Regions from separate parts of the Mus musculus genome. Here regions 2, 3, 4, 5 and 6 are each linked to region 1. The links are chromatin contacts, called in public promoter capture Hi-C maps. All regions are on one chromosome and are shown on one strand. Each heading gives the region's core, a stretch centred on a gene start, on an enhancer-like site or on the middle of the called end of the contact. The rest is flanking DNA. Distances are from core to core; before and after follow the strand shown. Region 1 holds the start of Exd2 (exonuclease 3'-5' domain containing 2). Region 2 holds the start of Mpp5 (membrane protein, palmitoylated 5 (MAGUK p55 subfamily member 5)). Region 3 holds the start of Eif2s1 (eukaryotic translation initiation factor 2, subunit 1 alpha). Region 4 holds the start of Pigh (phosphatidylinositol glycan anchor biosynthesis, class H). Region 5 holds the start of Arg2 (arginase type II). Region 6 holds the start of Zfyve26 (zinc finger, FYVE domain containing 26).

Region 1 (2,900 bases), core at 256-2,755:
AAAGTCTTAGAGTTTCTTGTCTCCTTGTCATCTTCACCTCAATCCCTTAGTGATTTCCTCCAAAACAAAGAGAATTCATATTTAACCTGTGGGTTGTTCAGTGACTTATCCCTTTGTGTGATGTGTGAGAATAGCACCATGTCTGAGAGGATTTTATAGAGTTCTAAAATTATTATGGGCATTTCCCTCAAATTTCTGTATCTTCAAAAGATGTCCTCTCACTTCTCACATTGTATGTGTGTGTGCTCAAGTGCTACTGTGGATGTTTCCAACCAGCCTCTAAGCTTCTTGAGTGGACAGAAAAAGATGAAAATTTATAAACAAAACAAAACTCCTTCCTTTTTGAGATAGCGTTTCGTGTAACCCAGGCTTACCTCAAATTTATCATTGTAGCCTGAGGTCTAGATCCCCACCACTGCATAAACGGGGTGTGGTGGCCCAAGCCTGCCTGTAATCCTAACACTTGGGAGATGGAAGCTGGAAGATCAGGAATCTAAGGTCACCTTTGCTCACATTTTGAGAGTTGAGAGCCAGATTGTGCTACACAACACCCTGCTTTAACCCCCTTAAAAAAAAAATCAATCCTGAATGAATGGTTTCATATATAGACAATATTGTGGTTGTTATGAGGATATAGGGACCAGGAGAGATGACAACAGTAAAGAGCACTGGTTGCTCTTCTGGAGGACCCAGGTTCAATTAACAGCCCCCACACAATAGCTCAACACTTTCTATAATTTTTTTTCCTTTTCTTTTCTTTCTTTCTTTTTTTTTTTTTTGGTTTTTTGAGACAGGGTTTCTCTGTGTAGCTCTGGCTGTTCTGGAACTCACTCTGTAGACCAGGCTGGCCTCGAACTCAGAAATCCACGCCGGCTCTATAAATCTTTTCCAGGGGCTCAACGCCCTCTTCTGGCATCTTCAGACATGTACGAGAGGGGAGAGGGAGAGAGGGAGAGGGAGGGAGAGAGAGGGAGATGGGGAGAGGGGAGAGAGAGAGAGAGAGAGAGAGAGAGAGAGAGAGAGAGAGAGAGAGGGAGAGAGAGAGAGAGAGAGAGAGAGAGAGAGAGAGAGAGAGAGAGAGAGAGAGAGAGAGAGAGAGAGAGAGATTAATGGCTATAATATATAACGCGAATGAAGAGCACATTCTGTAAACAGTTTCCTTATTTTCCCGCTCGAATATAAGAAAATTAATGGGGGTGGGTGGGTATGGGGGACTTTTGGTATAGCATTGGAAATGTAAATGAGCTAAATACCTAATAAAAAAATGGAAAAAAAATAAGAAAATTAATGTAGTGGAGAAACGCTACCCTGGGTAAAAGAGAAAAAATGTCCTGTGTTGCATTTGTGAGCGAAAGTTCAATAGGCTTCTTCCTTCAAAGCCAAAACCAAAAGACGAAGCGGCATCTCAGAAAACACCACTTTTCTGAAGACATTAAGTCTTCGCAATTATAACCCTCCTTCCCCATCCTTTAACCGAGAACCTGGGGAGGAAATGCTGCCCTAGCGGCTTCCGTACAAAATGGCGCGGCCCATAGGCACACACCACGGGGGTTGTATCCTCCTGGCCAGCCACTGGGCCGGAAGTGGCTACGGCTTTTATGCATCCGGGTGGGTGCGCCCAGACCGCCGCGGGGGTTCCAGCTTGTCAGCGTGGGGTGCCGCAGGTGTTCGGTCGAGGCTGGAGGCCGCAGGTAAGGGAAGCTCGGGTTGGCAAAGTCCTCTCTGGGGTTGTGTGGCAGGCAGAGGGGTTTCCAGCGCGGCTCGAGAGGGTGGTGATGCTGAAGGGACCACTTTGCGCGTGGGCGACTGTTGGGCTGCAGAGGTGCCCAGGCGTTGTTGGCACTGCCCCTCTCCCCGCCCTGAGGCGCGGCCTCTTGGCCCCTCACTCTCGGTGTGGGCGGTTGAGCCCTCAGGTTCGGGGAGGACTCGTCCCGCCATTGGTCCCCAAGCCTTCCCGGGCCGCCCCTTTCCATCCGCCCGTCTCCTCGTCAGGAGCATCCACCAACCCTTCAAGGCTTTCTGACCTCGTCAGTTAAAAAGCAGCCCCCGCCGGGGTTCCTCCGGGCTTCGGGGGACCCGCCCCACCCGGGACCTGCGGGGCCACATCGCTCGCCGCCCGTCGATTTGCTGGGCACCACCTCTGGCTTTGGCTTTTCACCTTTGGCTTTGGCTTTTTTTTTTTGGCGGGGCAGATCAAACTAGAACTTTAAATCTTATTTATTAAAAATGGACAGCTGTTCACCAAAATTCAGACAACTCAAGTATTTATAAGCTTTGGTACACGATTGGACGCAAATTCCCTTATGTAACCATTCCTTAGAAACACAGAACTGTTTTGTTTTTAGTAACTTTTTTTTCTTTTTTTCTTTTTTTTTTTTTCTTTTTTAAAGAACTGGAGTAGTGGGGAGGGGGAGGGTCTCTCGCTATGTAGCCCTTTCTGGCCTGGAACTCAGGGATCTGTTGGCCTCTGCCAAGTGCTGGGATTAAGTCAAGATTTATTTTTGTTTATGTGTGTGCGTTATTTGGAGCCGGAGTTGCAGCCGCCTGTGAGCTGCCTGGTGGGAGGGAGTGTGCTAGGAGCTGAATTTGCGTCCTCTGGAAAAGTAGCTGGTGCTGTTGAATTATTTTGTTGAAAATACATCTTTTTCTCTTCACATAATATATTCCGACTGTGGTATCCACTTCCTCCACCCCTTCCAGTTCCTCCCCACCTCCCTTCCCATCCGAATCCACTCCCTTTCTGTCTCAATTAGAAAACAAACAGGCTTCTAAGGGGTTATAATAAAATCGAACAAAATAAAATATAAGCTAAATAAAACCATCAAATCAAAATTGGACAAGACAAACAGCAAAGACACCAAGAGAAGACATACGAGTCAGAGACCTGCTTGTTTGAATCC
Region 2 (2,900 bases), core at 141-2,640, 1.7 Mb before region 1:
CTAATGTCTTATGCATTAAAAAAAAAAAAGGTAGAAAGGAATGTCAACACTCACTAACCTTTTGTGTGTGGCTAACAGTGTCTAGGAATTCTGGAGACAGTCCACTTGCAGTTCACAAATTCTCACTTCTTTGTGAAGATGAACTAAGCAGACAGTTCAGTTACATATATTTGGAAGTTGTCCGTCTGTACTCAAAGTCCACTGAGGTATGTTTGACAGAAGGAAAGAGGTCTTTAGTGGTATGTAAAAAAGTCCTGTCCTTGGCTCTGCCTTACTAACACCAATAAACAACGTTAAGTACTTAATAAAATGTCAGTAAGATTTGAATTTGATGATCCAGGAAGAGAAGGATTTCGCCCTCCCCCCACCCCCCAAAAAAAGTTGTGCTTACTTCAGAGGGCATAGTATTCCTTGGGGACACTAACAACCCATAAGAGGAAAAAGGTAGGTAGGAGCCTGGGTATATTGGGAATGGTGCTTAAAAACCACGGTGGGAGGAAATAAAGACATGATTAATTGCATATACGAAGGCACAGAGGGACAGTTGTCTACGACATGTGCCCCTGAGAAAACTCAACAGGCTGAAGCAATGGATTTAGGTCCAGCAGAAGAGGTTTCTACATAGAACATATTTCTGTTTGCTCCAAATCCAGTTCCTCGCGCACACTTTCATAGCACTTTCCGTGCCCACCCTTCCCAGATGGTGGCATAGGTGTGTCCTGACAGCATGGACTCGCGCTGGGACTAGCCTAAGTAACTCCCAATCCTCTCCGGAGAATTCTGTGACAACTGTGGCCTTTGACATCCTTCCTGGTTTTCAGAAAGGAGTCGTCTGTGGAATCAGGGAATTGTGTGGAACTTTATACACAACCAGGTGTTGGCGTCACGGTTGTTTTGAGCATTAGCATTTTTGATGTGCCTGACAGGACAACAGGGGTCTCTTCCAAGGGAATCGGATTTTTCTCAGGAGATGACCGCTTCCCAGGCCCCGTCGAGCCTTAGCGGCTTCCGAGTCCGTCTCAGGGAAGCACGGCGACCCCACACAGAGGCGAGGAGGTGGGCTGAGGCAGCGAAGCGACTCAGCGGTTAGAACGAACGCTTCGCAGTTCGAGGCGGGTGAGTGCGCGCGGCCGAGCCCCCGGGAGGCGGGGGGGGGGAAGAGCGGACCAATCAGCGGGCCCTCTCCCCACGCGCGCTCAGGATTGGACGATCCGTTCCAGCCTCTCTCCGGGCCGTGGGCGGGCCGCGCCAGGAACGGCCTGGGATAGGCGCGCCCGCTGCGCCAGCGTCCCAGGGGCGCGTGCGCGGTCTCGCGTCAGCCGCGGGGGCCGGTCTCGCGCGGCCTCGAGGAGGAGTTGCTGGCGACGGCGGCGACGGAGGAGGCTGGCGGTGAGGAGGGGGCGGGGACTGGAGACTCCGAGGTGGGAGGAATCGGGAGTTTCTGGATTCTTTATCCAGTGTTTTGAGGGCCGCCAGACGGAGGGCTGTTGCTTGGGCTGCGTTGAGGAGCGAGGGAGGGAGAGAGGATCGGCGGCCGCCGGGGCTTGGAGGTAAGGGGCGGACCCGCAGCGCCCGGGCTGTGGCGATCTTAATCAACAGGTTCCCGGGAGCGCGGCGGGGGAGGGGCGGCGGGGCTCGCACCCCCTCCCAGACCCGCCGCACCGCCAGGGTTCCCTGGGGAGAGCCCCAGGCTGAGCCGGGCGCCGCGGTGGCAGCCCAACCTTTGTCCCTCGGAGGGACGCTCCCCGCGCGATGCCGGTTGGTTCCCTGGGCCGGGGGGTGGGGGTGGGGGGGACGCACCTTGGCGCGGTGGCGGGCCACCCCGCCGGACTTGCCGGGGGCACGGCAGGGAGTCGTCTCGCTGCGCCCAGGCCCGGAGTTCGCGAGTCTCTGGGACTCTTCCCTCACCCCACCCCTGGCCGGATCGGGGAACCAGCCTGGGAAACACTTTCCCGTGGAAGACGGAATGCAGCCAGCGTTCCGGTGCCTGAGTCAGCCCCTGGTGTTCTGCTACTCATTGCGTTCTGCGGATAAACAGTTCCTGCTTCCTTGTGACCACTGCTAAAGAGTAGTGCGTTCTCAGAACTTAGACGGAGATTGTCCGGTGAACTTTGAAGCCTGTAAATGCTTGGTAGAGCTACTTTCAATGAATGCCGCTCGGAACGATCCTTATTGTAAATTACGTAACTGACTAAGGATAGCTCTCTCCTTCTGTCCAGCTGACTGACACACAGTAATGTGTGTGGAATTTAGATTCGGCCGAAAAGTTTTCCATGACACTTTACTCTAAAATGAATGCAGCACCTACGAGGGTTTTTACTTAGTGTGTTGTGTCTAATTTAGAGTTTCAAGAGTTTAAATTCTGAAAGCCAGTGTAGCAAGAATTCTAAAGTTTTGATTTAGCGGATAAGGTGGAAGGTATTTCTGGTTTTAATAAGGCACTGTAATGTTTTAATGATACTATTCTAATTATCCTTTTAAATTATGCCAGAAATTAATAACTTGTTAACTTTTGCAACAGTAACAAATTATGTGGTGTGCTGGTGTCTTTGAAGTATAGGTATTGGTGGGAATGAACACTATCCTTTCTTGACGAGCTGTTTCTATAGTATTTCTGTGGACACGATTTCTTGTTTTAAAGATCATTCTAAACTGTAATAGCAGGCTTACATTAAAATTTAAAGAGCTTTATAAGTAAAAAAGACAAAGATATCAAAAGAGATTCATAATCTTTTTTTTTGGGGGGGGGGCGTCGAGAAAGGGTTTCTCTGTATAGCCCTGGCTGTCCTGGAACTCACTTTGTAGACCAGGCTGGCCTCGAACTCAGAAATCCGCCTGCCTCTGCCTCCTGAGTGCTGGGACTAAAGGTGTGCGCCACCACACCCAGCGTTTCATAATCT
Region 3 (2,900 bases), core at 160-2,659, 1.6 Mb before region 1:
GTTAACCCAAAGCAGAAAGGCGGCCTGTAACTGAGCACATCCCAAGCAAGGGTTCAAGGAACAATTTTCTGTGGACCTTCTATGCATTAAAAAGATGCCTCCTTCATCCAGGAGACAGCCCAAATAAATACCCGCGTGACAGTGTCATGAGTGACACTTGCTAGACGTAAAGAGTGCAGTCATCACAGGGCTATAGGAATACCTCAGAAATGCAGGGATATCTTCCCACAGCAAATAACACTTGACGGGATCCAAGACTGAAACCTACAGCTGCGAGAGGGTGACACATTCAATGTCACTTTGGCTGAGGGGCCTTCTAGCTGCTTCCCTGTCACATAACTTCCCGTCTGGGAGCTTTGGTCAGACCTCAGCGTCTACATCTCAATCCTCAGCAATGATGAGCCCTGGGAGGTAGAGATGGCGCCGACGGCTCAGTTATGTAAACTCCGTGTGTGGCTCAAAGGGTGTGCGGAATGAGTGAGTAAAGGCATCGACCTCCAAAAGCTGCCAGCAGGTGAACCCCCTTTTCCTGTGGACTGGAACCACTTTCTCCGGCCTCTTCTCTCAGAAACAGCAGGGGAGGGGAGCGTTGGAAAGAAACCTCGCTCGGAACTCAGAGGAAACGAAGACCCTGGGGAAAGCTCAAGGAGCGACCCAGAAACCAAGGAACCTTGCTGGTGGCCAAGGGTACGCAGGAATGCGCGCCGGGAAGATGTGCCTGAACACGGTTGTCGCTTGTCCTAGTCTTTAACTTACATTCGCGAAGGGAAGATTTCAATCCGGTCTTTGCCCGACATCCTGACGGTGACTCGGCTCGGGCCCCCCGGCGAGACAATCGGGACCGCAACACCTCCAGAACCGGTTACCCCAGTGCCCGCCTCCACGGGAGTCAGCTGACCGGGTCACTTGACAACTGCGTTGCTAAGAGGCAACCAGGAAACCGGTTCCCACTTCCGGTTCCTGTTGGGCGAGGACTGAGGGAGGGGGAGGAGACGGAATGCCCGGATGTGGAAGCGCGCACAGTCCGGAATTCCGGGTCTCTCCACCGCCCCTCCCTCCGGCGAGTCGCCGGCACCCAGCACGCTCTGAGGGATGGGTCAGGAGAGGATCACGCTCCTCCTCTTCCTCGGCTTTCCGCCATTCGTCACAGCGCCCTCTCTTGGTTGACTAAAACTTAAAGCGATCATCCTGGAGCAAGAAACAGAAACTTACCTCTCCTTTAAACCTAGCAAGTTCCCTCCGCAAAAAAATCTATAAATACCAGGGGCAGTGACTCTTCAGCTCGTCCCTTGGTTCACACCGCCCATATTAGGAGGACCAAGACTCTATGGTTAGTGGCAACGAAGGATCCTTTTCTGTCGGCGCCTGCGCAGTGAGAGGTGGCTCCGCATGCGCGCTGGGTTGGGCGAAGCGCACGCTGAGGAGCTTCGGCGTCCGGGGTTGGTGTTCCGAGTCTCCTCGTTGCCACTAAGCAGCACGGCGTGGGACCCTACTTCGGGATTCACACATCCACTTCAGGTGACCGGCCCCGCAGCTTGCTCTCCCCGAGGATTCGCCTTGGTTTTGTCCAGTGCGGCTAGGCCCCGGGCTACCCCCCCTTTCCCGTTCTTGCGCGGGAAGTGTCTGGACCCCGTCGCCACCGCCCGCTGGTGATTTCCTGCGCCCTCTCGCCAGCCGGTGTCTGCTCCTGCGAGCCAGAAACGTGGCTGGACGGGCGGAGGAACCCCTGAAGGAACGTGGGCCAAGTAGATTTTTACAGCCTCCTTAAAGATGTCTTGTGGTGGGGAGGCCTCTGGAGAACCCTCGACTCCAGTCCCACTCCTAGTTCAAGACGATTGCTTTTACCGGACCGGAGAATTTGGGCTTTTTTTTTTTTTCTTTCTTTTATCCTTCTTTTCAGCCCCAAGATACTGCCAAAACTTTTCTCTCTGTGGAGACTGAACTTTTCGCCAAAGAAACAATAGGATAAACCACCATATTTAAGTTAAAAAAAAGTCCAAAATGGAACTATTAGTGTTGAGGTCGTTAAGTTTTCGCTCTAGCTGTGCATTTCTGTATGAGTGAATTCCTGGAATTTAAAATCAGCTGTTGAAGTTATTTGCCCTGTTTGGGTAACTGCGAAAATAAAACTGGAGTTTTGTAATTATGGACGCTGAAAGCGTAAAACTTTAGAGTTAAGTGTGTACTCGCATTGGGGCTCTTAAACACCCCCTTATATTTAGGATGCTTTAATTTCCACTAAGGAACAAACATTGTTTCTTGAAGAAAGGGTACATCAGAAAAGTCTTGATTTTTCTCCTCCTCAAGTTGTTGTTAAAGAGGTGGAGACCCTCGACAGTTCATCAAAAATGTCAGTTATGAAATTGTAGTGCTTTTTCTGTGCCTATGATGCCAGATGGTGGGCCCTGATTCTCAAAAGACTTAGTTGTACTAGTAAACTTTAGAGCTGAACAGCGTTTTCCCAGCGTGGTACATTTTATTTTGGAATGTTCATTGCCCATATCTGCTATGGTGACATGACAATGTACCGACTCTAGAAGTTAACAGGGGCAAAATACTAATAATGCAAGGTATTTGAAACTAGCTTTGAAGTGTGTTTTTGTTTGTTTACATCAGAACACATACAGTCTGTATGGCATTAACTACAGAAGTGGGATCCCTTGTGAGAGGTGTGAGGTACACATATCTTTAATCCCAGCACTGAAAATGCTTGAGGCCAGCCAGAGCTGCACAGTGAAACCCTGTCTCTAAAGGGGGGGTGGGAGAGCCCTTAACATTGTCATACTGTGTGTGATACAGGGAAACTTTGTGGATATCAGATTTTGTGTTAAAGACTTGAGTTTAGTTCTTGTTTTTAGTGTATATTATGTATCTGTCTTTGAAGTCACTTATATTTCTGT
Region 4 (2,900 bases), core at 103-2,602, 1.4 Mb before region 1:
ATTTATATTTATTTATTGTGCAGAGGTCAGAGGACAATTTTTTTGAATCCATTCTTCCCTCCCATCATGTGGGTTCTGGGGATTCGGCTTAGGTGGTCAGGTTTGGCATTAGGTGGTCAGGTTTGGCATTAGGTGGTCAGGTTTGGCAGTCGCTGCAGTCATCTGATGAGCCATTCATTCCCCAGACCCTCAGTGAGGGGACTTAACTTCATCTATGAAAATCTGTGCAAATTATGATGCTCTGCCACACACTTTGATAGCATAAATGTGATTGAACCAGGTATGATGACACACACCTTTGATCCTAACCCTAGGGAGGCAGAGGCAGGCTCCACATAGAGCCTTCCAGTCCAGACAAAGTAAGAATAATAATAATAGCAAAAGAATAGAAAAAAGCTAAGGGATGTTTTAATACAAACAATATGAAAATTGCAGAAATAAACAGTTCTGGTGTACTGGCTCTATTAAGATCACTCCTGGAATAATATATTCATTTTAGGGCTATACAGGGAGTTAAAACAGAACAGAACATCCTGAACAAAGGCCAATCGGATGACTCTTTTTGCTTGGGAACTGTCACAAAATAATAGCAGTTGACCTTCGCAATATTTTGAACCATTAATTTCAACTTAGAGATGTTAAAAATGAGGCTCGGGGGGAAAAAAGATTAGAAAGTCTGAAAACTGAGCATAGAAAACCCTCGTGTCTTAGACCTGGCAACACTTTAGAAAATGCACTTAAACTGGGGAAGGGTTGGGAGAGGGGATGGTAGTTGACCTGGCCTTGAGAAACAGATATTAGGTGGAGATTCTGTACTGCACAGTTGTGGAGGCAAAAACTTTTCTGTAATTCTGTCGCACGCCTGCTATCCGTTGGCTTTGGTACCCAGTAAGTGATGCGGGAGGATGCACTGAGTTCTCTGAGGAGGTTATGTTCCATGAATGAGCAGGGCAAGTAGGTCCACTGTGGTAGAACGTCCAGAAGCACAAACTTCTCGGGGAGGGAGGGCAGTCCTGCCGTGGAACGGCGACCCTGATCCAGGGAGTCCCCACCCTCCCGGACCCACGGGTCAGCCCCGAGACCTCTCCAAGCTGCCTGCGCCGGCCGAGCGCCCGCCTTTACCTCGCACAGGGTGAAGAGCCCGTAGGCCGCCAGCCACACCGCGCAGGTGACCGCGGTGAGCGAGCACAGCGACAGCCGAGCCGAGCTGAGGCCGAACTCGCGGCAGTACGGTGAGTAGTAGCGGCACCGCAGGGCTAGGCGGCCGCCGCAGATATCGGAGAAGCTCTTCTCGTCCTCCATGGCCGCACACACCTGAATGTCGCGCCGCTCTAGCCCACCCGGAGGCTCGAAGTCTCGTTGGCTCCCGACCATCCCGGAAGCGGCTGAGCCCTGCCTGTCCGCGCAGCCGTAGTCGCTCACTGAGAGCAGGGCTGGGACTTGCAGCAAGTTCTCCCAGTTTATCCTTAGCCCAAACTCCCCAGAACCGCGGCACCAGTTTTGGGCAGATTAAGATCTCTGTTCATTTGACTGACTCATTTATATTGTTACGCCAGAAAGACTCCCCCAAAATGGTCTGCAGGTGTAACCATTCATTCATTCATTCATTCATTTCCCTGCGAAGGGATTTTAGGTACTGAAGATTTCTGTCTCTACATAGCTTCTTTCCTAGTAGGAAAAAAAAAAAAAAATAGACGTAACTTAAGTAGTGTTATTGACAAAAATGTTCAGACTAGTAGAAGGTCTGGGCAGCTTTAAGTAAAGGTCTTAAAGGTCTTCGCCATTAAACCTACAAGGGCCACACTGTTCTGTGGGGAGTTGGGGTGGAGGTGGGGGTAGTCTCCAGAAAGAAGGACCAGGAAAAAACAAAGTTGGAGGCTGGAATGGGTTTCAGTCACAGGAATCAAAAAACTAGCAAGGCTAGGATGCATGGGAAGAGAAGGTAGGCTTTGAGTTGGGCAGATGGCTCAGCTGCTAAAGAGTATATTAATCCAAAAAAAAAAAAAAAACGAGAGGAGAAAGACCGCCACCCAAATCATCATGACCAAATTAATTAAAGCAAGCTTTAAAAATTCACATACACGGGCTGCCTCCTCCTGAGATGGGGTTCAGCTTTGGATGTGAAGGCAGGCTTTTATAGCTCAGGGATAGGAAGGTTTCCAAATGAGGGGTTTGTCTGTCAAAATATAGTTATAGGAGCAGCACACAAGCATAGCAAGTAAGTCCCTCTGGAACAGAGACACAAGGTTGCAAAGATGGGCCTAACAAGGTAGCTATATAACCCTTTGAAGCAAAGGTCAGGTTGCAAGATGACTATAAACAACTTTTTGAAACAAAGACGTGATTGCATTCTTGGAACAAGCAGTACAGAACCATTTGTAGTTAAGGTCACAGGTGGGGCATAGCTCAATCCTTGAAAAACAGGTTTACTCATAAACAAGAATGAACCTAGATTGTCTTCACTGTAAGATGACTTTCAAGCCTAATATGGAAGCAGGCTGGTTCTTCAAGTACTTATCACTAGGGAAAGGTAACTGGGGGAGCCACTAATAGATGCTGTTTGCCAACCATATATTTGCATGGATGGAGCACTACTGTGGCAGTGCACAGACAATCATACTTCTGATGATGTAATTATTTCCACTGTTTTGAATTTATTCTTAGAACTTGAGTCACTATAAATATGAATAATGGAGAAACAAATGTAATTGAATAATCCCACTGAGGACTCCACAGGCTCAGGCTGGGCTCTTCAAAGCTTTTCTGTGGAGCTCTTGCTTTAGGATTTGCTTACACTTGGATTTCGTAGTTCTAAGACTACTGTGTTATGAGCCTCCCAGGGGCCCTGCAGGGAAAGCAACCAGCCTCCGAGGCTGACGACTTCAGTTCGAGTCATGGGA
Region 5 (2,900 bases), core at 210-2,709, 1.3 Mb before region 1:
GGATTAAAGGTGTGTTCCACCACACCTTTAATCCCAGATGAAAGGCATAGCCCAGATTAAAGGTGTGTTCCTTAACTCGGAGATTCAATCTTCTGGAATCCATAGCCACTACGGCTCAAGATCTTCAAACCAAGATCCAGATAAGGATCTCCAAGCCTCCAGATAAGGGTCACTGGTGAGCCTTCCAATTCCGGATTGTAGTTCATTCCAAATATTGTCAAGTTGACAACCAGGAATAGCCACTACAGCAGGCTACAGAGTCACAGTTAAGAGTACAGTGTTAGACAATCTTGCCACTGTATGAAACACTCAATATGTCCATTTTATCATACTGTAAACTTGTGCTTACAACAAAGAATGCAGATCCTTCTATCTCCCCTAGCTTGCTGTGTCTGTGGAGGCAAGAAGCATCGGATTCCCCAGAAGCTGGGGTTAATGGCTATGCATAAAACTCTGCAAAAACCAGGTCCTCTGCAAGAGCAATGTGTGTCCGTAATTGCAGGGCCATCAGCCACTATTTACTATTAAAACCATGAAAAGCTCCTTGATATTTTTGGATTTGTTTCAGCCTCCTTTTAATTTAGAATGATCAGAATGTGTTGATATAGTTGGCCTCTAGTAACCAGTGCTCTTATTGTTCATGTAAAGAACTGAAAACAGGGGCCCAGAGAGGTAGCTGAACAGTTAAGAGCATCTGTTACTTTTGCTAAGGGCTTGGGTTTGATTCTCAGCACTCACATGGTGGCTCATAAAGGTCTGTAGTAACTCTAGTTCCAGCAAATCCTATATCCACTTCTGACTTCCCTGGGCACCATGAATGTCTGTGGTGCACAAACATATATACAGGCAAAACACTCATACACATTTAAAAAAATCTGAAAAGGAAATAAAATTTTGTTTAAAAAAATTAAAAAAAAAATCTAGAAAGTAATTGCTTGGTAAATTCTAAATTCTCCCCAAAGATCCAAGGTAGGTGAGTTTTTAAAAAGCCAGACTCAAGAGGACACTGATGGGGTAAATGTTTCTAGGATTTTAAGCTTTGAGATAGAAAGCTGCAGATGGATGCTGACTTGGTGTGGGTTAGCAGATGACCCCGGGTGCGGGCAGGCCACGGCCAGTGCCAACTCTTCAGCCGAGATAGCGCCTGGGGCGGGTACATGTGTCAAGTTCTCAAGTTCCACTGAGGTCTCCAACCTGGCAGGGACGCTGCTTCCCGGGAAACCACACAGGTGCCACTCTGATCAGCGGCTTTATGGTATCCGCCTTGGTGGCTTAGGCATCGGGGGCGGGGGGAGCGTGTCCAGGGAAAGAGAGGACAGGTCCAATGGTGACTTAACGGCAGGCGCGTCCCAGGCCCTGGAGAGCTGTAGTCCTCCGAGAAGGTGCGCCGGGGGCTGGTTGGAGGCGTGTCCGAGAGATGCTGACGTCACAGGGCGGTGCGCTCGCCTAGTGAAGCATCGAAGCTGTGGGAGGCTGCACTCACTCGAGGTCCTGAGTTGCACCGAGCCGGTTCTCCTAGGGTAATCCCCTCCCTGCCAATCATGTTCCTGAGGAGCAGCGCCTCCCGTCTCCTCCACGGGCAAATTCCTTGCGTCCTGACGAGATCCGTCCACTCTGTAGCTATAGTCGGAGCCCCTTTCTCTCGGGGACAGGTGAGAGCTGCGACCCGAGCTGACGGGACACTAAGCCTAGAGAGTTTCTTGGGGCCAGGAGGGAGGAGGGGGGAAAAAACGGGGGGAAGAGCTCGCGGGATCCCATGGCGGGTACGTGGAGCGCACGTTGGGTTTTCCTGGACCCAGATGGAGATGAGGGACTGATGGAAGGCAAGGGGGTGAGAGAGGGCACTGGGCATCGAGAGGGAGGGAAGTGGGCATCGAGAAGCGAGCATCTGCGGCCTCCAGGACGACGGAGAGTGGGCATTTCCAGCTTTGGGGTGATGACAGGAAGGAAAAGAGAGAGGATTCCATGGAGGAGCTGGAGAAGGCAAAACCGGGATCGTTGAGAAATTGTCGGAGAGGAGGTTAGAGACGGTGACCGGGGATTAAGGCAGGCTTCAGGTTCTATTCTTGCAGAAAGAGCATTAACCTGGAAAGAAATTGATGTCGGTCTCTGCAACTGCGGGAGGGACGAAGGGGCTTTGTTCTGCCTTCAATGAAAGGAACCTGCTGTCGCGGAGGGCGCACTCACTGATGGGGAAGCTAGGTGCCGCGTTCTGCCAGATACAGGTACCGGATCAAAGCTCACTGAGCCCTTTCCTGATCCGAGACTTTCCTGGTCTGGCTCTCAGTGAGGGACTCAGAAGGTTGATTTGCTTTCAAGAACAGAATCTTCCCTCCGCCCATTAAGCATTTAGTGAAACGATCAGCCTTCTACAGTAGAAGTTTTGATGCTGTGAAAGGTTTGCAGAGGAGTCTTTTAGGAGCTCCGGGTAGCAGCAGAGATTTCTGTGTCAAAGTGTTTCTGCTCCTTTCCTCACCTTCTCTTATGTCTGTGGGGTTTGTATGATTCACAGAAGAAGCTAGGAGTGGAATATGGTCCAGCTGCCATTCGAGAAGCTGGCTTGCTGAAGAGGCTCTCCAGGTTGGGTAAGTGGTTGGATTTCTGTGTTTGTTCCGGAAGGGGAAAAAACCTGTTCAGAATCTCATCTCTTCTATCCTGATCCTGTGGTAGCAGCTTGGCACCTGTAATTTGTTCCCATCTGGTATCCTTTGGATTCCTTCTGCAGATAAACATCTATCAGGGAATCTTCAGAGGAAGTCTTCTTGCAGATAGTGTTGGGGAAAGTGAAGCAGAGCAAAGTAGGTCCTGGAACAGTGTACTGCCAGTGTACTGCCAGTGCAGCTAAGGATTCTAGCTCGCTCAAGAGCTAACTGCTCAGTTAACCTTTCCTGGTTACAAGG
Region 6 (2,900 bases), core at 140-2,639, 1.2 Mb before region 1:
GTCTATGATTATTTCACAATAAAACATTTTAAGTCAATGCATTTTCAACTCTTTGTCAGAGCAACACCATCATCAGTCTCGTAAGCAAGAGGAATGAACAGGGTTTGTCTTTTGGAGACAAAATGCAGTTAAGCCATCTTCTATGGATAATAAACAAGAAATGATATTCAGGATCCTTTTGGTAGTCAGGCTTAAACTCAGCTGCAGAGCATAATTCATGGCCATTGGAGTACATTAGATGTAAAATACATTACACAGATAAAACATCAGAATATTGAAATGTGTTCCCCGTCTGCTAACTTTTTAAGATAGTAGCTGACTGGGGGGCCATAAAGACTAGAGTACAGCCGGGCGTGGTGGTGTACACCTTTAATCCCAGCATTCGGGAGTCAGAGGCAGGTGGATTTCGAGGCCAGCCTGGTCTACAAAGTGAGTTCCAGGACAGCCAGGGCTATACAGAGAAACCCTGTCTCGAAAACCTACACACACACACACACACACACACACACACACACAGACTAGAGTACAAACACTGAACCACTATCTTCCTCTCTTAGATCCTGGTAGGAGCGGGGATCGCTTACCTTAGCAGAATGGGACACTGCACCAGCGCCTGTAGTATGTCCTCCACCTTTTGGGGGATCTCTCCTTGTCCCCGGTGTAGTTGAGGTACACATGCTTGTGCCAACTCCCAGTCTCCCCTCCGCAGGCACTCACAGAAAAACTCAAAAAGTTCCTCCTCTGTAGCGGTTTCCTCTTTCCCAAATGGGTAACTCATTTTCCCAGCACAGAGTGCAGGTAGATAGAAAATAGAGGCGTTACGCGAAATACATTCTCAATTTTCTCATCCGTGAAGTACCCCCTAGAAACACCACACGAGCTGAGAAGAAACGAAACTTTAGATGAACCACCAGCTGCTGGCCCGAAAAGAAACGGCAGAACTTACTTTTCTAATGACTGTTTTGGGTTTAATTTGACCTGTTACTATCTCTTTTTGAGAGCCGTCTCTTTCTCTAAGGGGTGTACCTCATCTTCTACCGCAGACCTCACATATAACAATCTTAATATTTTTGCTAGCCTGGGGTGCAGACACATACATTTACTTCCGCATTCCCTCCTGAACATTTTGTCAGGCTACAAATCTCTAGGTTGGTGGATGCCTTGGTAAGGATGAAAACTCCCTTGGTTAGAGCCTTCTGTTAAGACAGAGGCTAAAGATTAGGGGATCAATCTGGGACTGAACTGTGGAGCCGGGAGGCTGGGGGACAGGGATGCTCCCCCTAGCGGGGTCGTGGACAGCACCCTCGCAATCTTCCCTGCGCCTTACACTCACCTGCTCCGGGAGTCGAATGCATTTTCCCGTCCAGAGCAGCCATGTTTGATCCCGGTCAGGTGACAAGTCCCATTGCGAAGAGTGGTGGAACGGGCGGCGATGACGAAAGAGAGCGCCACTCTTATTGGCTCAGGAGAAGCAAGATGCAAATCAAGTGCCGTGTTTGTTTGAATCACGTGATGCCACCTGATTGCTACGGGGACTCTAAGGAAGAGTTAGATCCGCTAGCTACAGGACTGAGGACTCTCCCTAATTATGATTGCTCCTTCTCGCAACATCCACAGTTATTCATTTCGGGGGAGCTGGGGCCAGGAATATCTGTGTTCCACGCTCCGTACCCGCCACTGTTTTGTTTTGTTTTTGATGTCAACATTTTCTCCGTGCCAACCAGTGATAGATGATAGGTTAGCCACAGGAATTCTGGATCTTCCTGTATCATTATTCTATCTAATTCTATCGTGTGTATATCATATATAATTATATATCCATCGAAAGACTGAGGTCGGTACAAAGGAGTTGCAAACGAAAACAAAGAGTGAGCAAAGGCTTTTCACAAATCATGTAATCAAGTCAGTTCTTAAGTTTATTAGTTTTTCTTAACGCAGCTGTTTTAAATACGAAACCTACTTGACTTCTTTTATTTTTTCAACTAAACTGAGTGGTTCTTTTTCAATGTATTTTAGTTTGAGACGCTTTAGTTAGTATTTCCCGGACATTTTCACCATCTAAATGTGTTGAACAGTGCAAAGGAAACACAAAACTCTCATCCCAAAACGGGAATAGGGCATATTGCCCACCCTTTTTCCAACCCCTCAGCCCCCCAAAAGAACCTTCTCTGGCCCAGGAAATAACTTTAAAATGCGATTCACTGAGGAAAAGAATTTCCAGTCAGGGTTTTCCCTCCTCTACATTCGTCTTGAAAGGTTCCGCTCCTCGATTTAAGCAATCACTACAAAGGAAAAATTTAATTAGATTAACCTTCGAGACTGAACTACAATTCCCAAAATACAGCTGGGCTAACCCGAGATTTTCCTGCTTCTGATTGGATAAGTCGCCAGAGTACCAACCAACCAGAGCCCCAGATGTTGCTGCTCGCACTTTTCGCGGGTAATTGTGTGAGGGTGGGGGAAACTTTGAAAGTTCCACGCTGCTGACCTGGTACTGGAGTTTTCTGAGGGGGCAGTTGTGGGGAGGAAGGTGTGTTCATTATCTTGTGCTCCCTCTTGGAGCCTGTGGCTGTTGATACCGGGGTCGCGGAGAGTCCTGCGTGTTGAGCACGTACTCTGTAACGGGGCTCGTCCCTGGAACCCGGACGGGGTCCTGGAGCTTCCGACTTCCTCTAGGGAGGCGAGTGATGCTTGTAAGGTGCTCTGTTTTATTAGGAAGTTTTGCGTCAGGTTTTCTAACTCTTGATACTTCTTCCTCCGCTCTTGGGCAAATTAGGCATCCGGGCAAGTTTAGGGACTGTCAAACTTGTGGTGTTAAGAGCGCGGAATCTGGAGTCAGATCTCTGGATTCGAATGTTGGCTCGATCCCTTGGCTAGTTCGTGTGTTTATTAAAAACATC

What was found. Promoter capture Hi-C pulls out the DNA fragments that hold promoters and counts their contacts. Capture Hi-C pulls out chosen DNA fragments and counts their contacts.
Region 2: a promoter capture Hi-C map of adipose tissue shows a contact between it and region 1, with 2.3 times the contacts expected there. The contact joins the promoter of Mpp5 here to the promoter of Exd2 in region 1. A contact is called at or near these places in 1 of 39 promoter capture datasets (pre-B cells) and 1 of 9 other capture datasets (adipose tissue).
Region 3: a contact with region 1 is called in a promoter capture Hi-C map of adipose tissue, with 2.2 times the contacts expected there. The contact joins the promoter of Eif2s1 here to the promoter of Exd2 in region 1. A contact is called at or near these places in 1 of 39 promoter capture datasets (liver), 1 of 115 datasets of contacts at active chromatin or transcription factors (large pre-B cells) and 1 of 9 other capture datasets (adipose tissue).
Region 4: a promoter capture Hi-C map of cranial neural crest shows a contact between it and region 1. The contact joins the promoter of Pigh here to the promoter of Exd2 in region 1. A contact is called at or near these places in 1 of 39 promoter capture datasets (cranial neural crest) and 1 of 9 other capture datasets (macrophages).
Region 5: a contact with region 1 is called in a promoter capture Hi-C map of liver, with 3 times the contacts expected there. The contact joins the promoter of Arg2 here to the promoter of Exd2 in region 1. A contact is called at or near these places in 4 of 39 promoter capture datasets (cranial neural crest, frontonasal cranial neural crest, hippocampal neurons and 1 more) and 1 of 9 other capture datasets (liver).
Region 6: a promoter capture Hi-C map of liver shows a contact between it and region 1, with 9 times the contacts expected there. The contact joins the promoter of Zfyve26 here to the promoter of Exd2 in region 1. A contact is called at or near these places in 18 of 39 promoter capture datasets (the 3T3-L1 cell line, 3T3-L1-derived adipocytes, the C10 cell line and 12 more), 1 of 484 Hi-C or Micro-C datasets (B cells), 9 of 115 datasets of contacts at active chromatin or transcription factors (embryonic limb bud, embryonic stem cells, large pre-B cells and 3 more) and 3 of 9 other capture datasets (adipose tissue, liver and macrophages).

The regions. Positions count from the first base shown.
Region 1 is chr12:80,461,590-80,464,489 of GRCm38.p6, forward strand. Exd2 (exonuclease 3'-5' domain containing 2) reads left to right here and starts at 1,506. Exons shown (of 9, transcript NM_133798.3): 1 at 1,506-1,691.
Region 2 is chr12:78,747,557-78,750,456 of GRCm38.p6, forward strand. Mpp5 (membrane protein, palmitoylated 5 (MAGUK p55 subfamily member 5)) reads left to right here and starts at 1,391. Exons shown (of 15, transcript NM_019579.3): 1 at 1,391-1,550.
Region 3 is chr12:78,860,663-78,863,562 of GRCm38.p6, forward strand. Eif2s1 (eukaryotic translation initiation factor 2, subunit 1 alpha) reads left to right here and starts at 1,410. Exons shown (of 8, transcript NM_026114.3): 1 at 1,410-1,518. It overlaps Atp6v1d (ATPase, H+ transporting, lysosomal V1 subunit D), which reads right to left and starts at 976. Exons shown (of 9, transcript NM_023721.2): 1 at 757-976. The coding sequence starts at 797.
Region 4 is chr12:79,088,318-79,091,217 of GRCm38.p6, forward strand. Pigh (phosphatidylinositol glycan anchor biosynthesis, class H) reads right to left here and starts at 1,353. Exons shown (of 4, transcript NM_029988.2): 1 at 1,123-1,353. The coding sequence starts at 1,302. 9230116L04Rik (RIKEN cDNA 9230116L04 gene) reads right to left here. Exons shown (of 3, transcript NR_110486.1): 3 at 388-1,668.
Region 5 is chr12:79,129,329-79,132,228 of GRCm38.p6, forward strand. Arg2 (arginase type II) reads left to right here and starts at 1,460. Exons shown (of 8, transcript NM_009705.3): 1 at 1,460-1,652; 2 at 2,513-2,585. The coding sequence starts at 1,542.
Region 6 is chr12:79,294,893-79,297,792 of GRCm38.p6, forward strand. It overlaps Zfyve26 (zinc finger, FYVE domain containing 26), which reads right to left and starts at 1,390. Exons shown (of 42, transcript NM_001008550.1): 1 at 1,334-1,390; 2 at 585-880. The coding sequence starts at 778. It overlaps Rad51b (RAD51 paralog B), which reads left to right and starts at 2,390. Exons shown (of 11, transcript NM_009014.3): 1 at 2,390-2,440.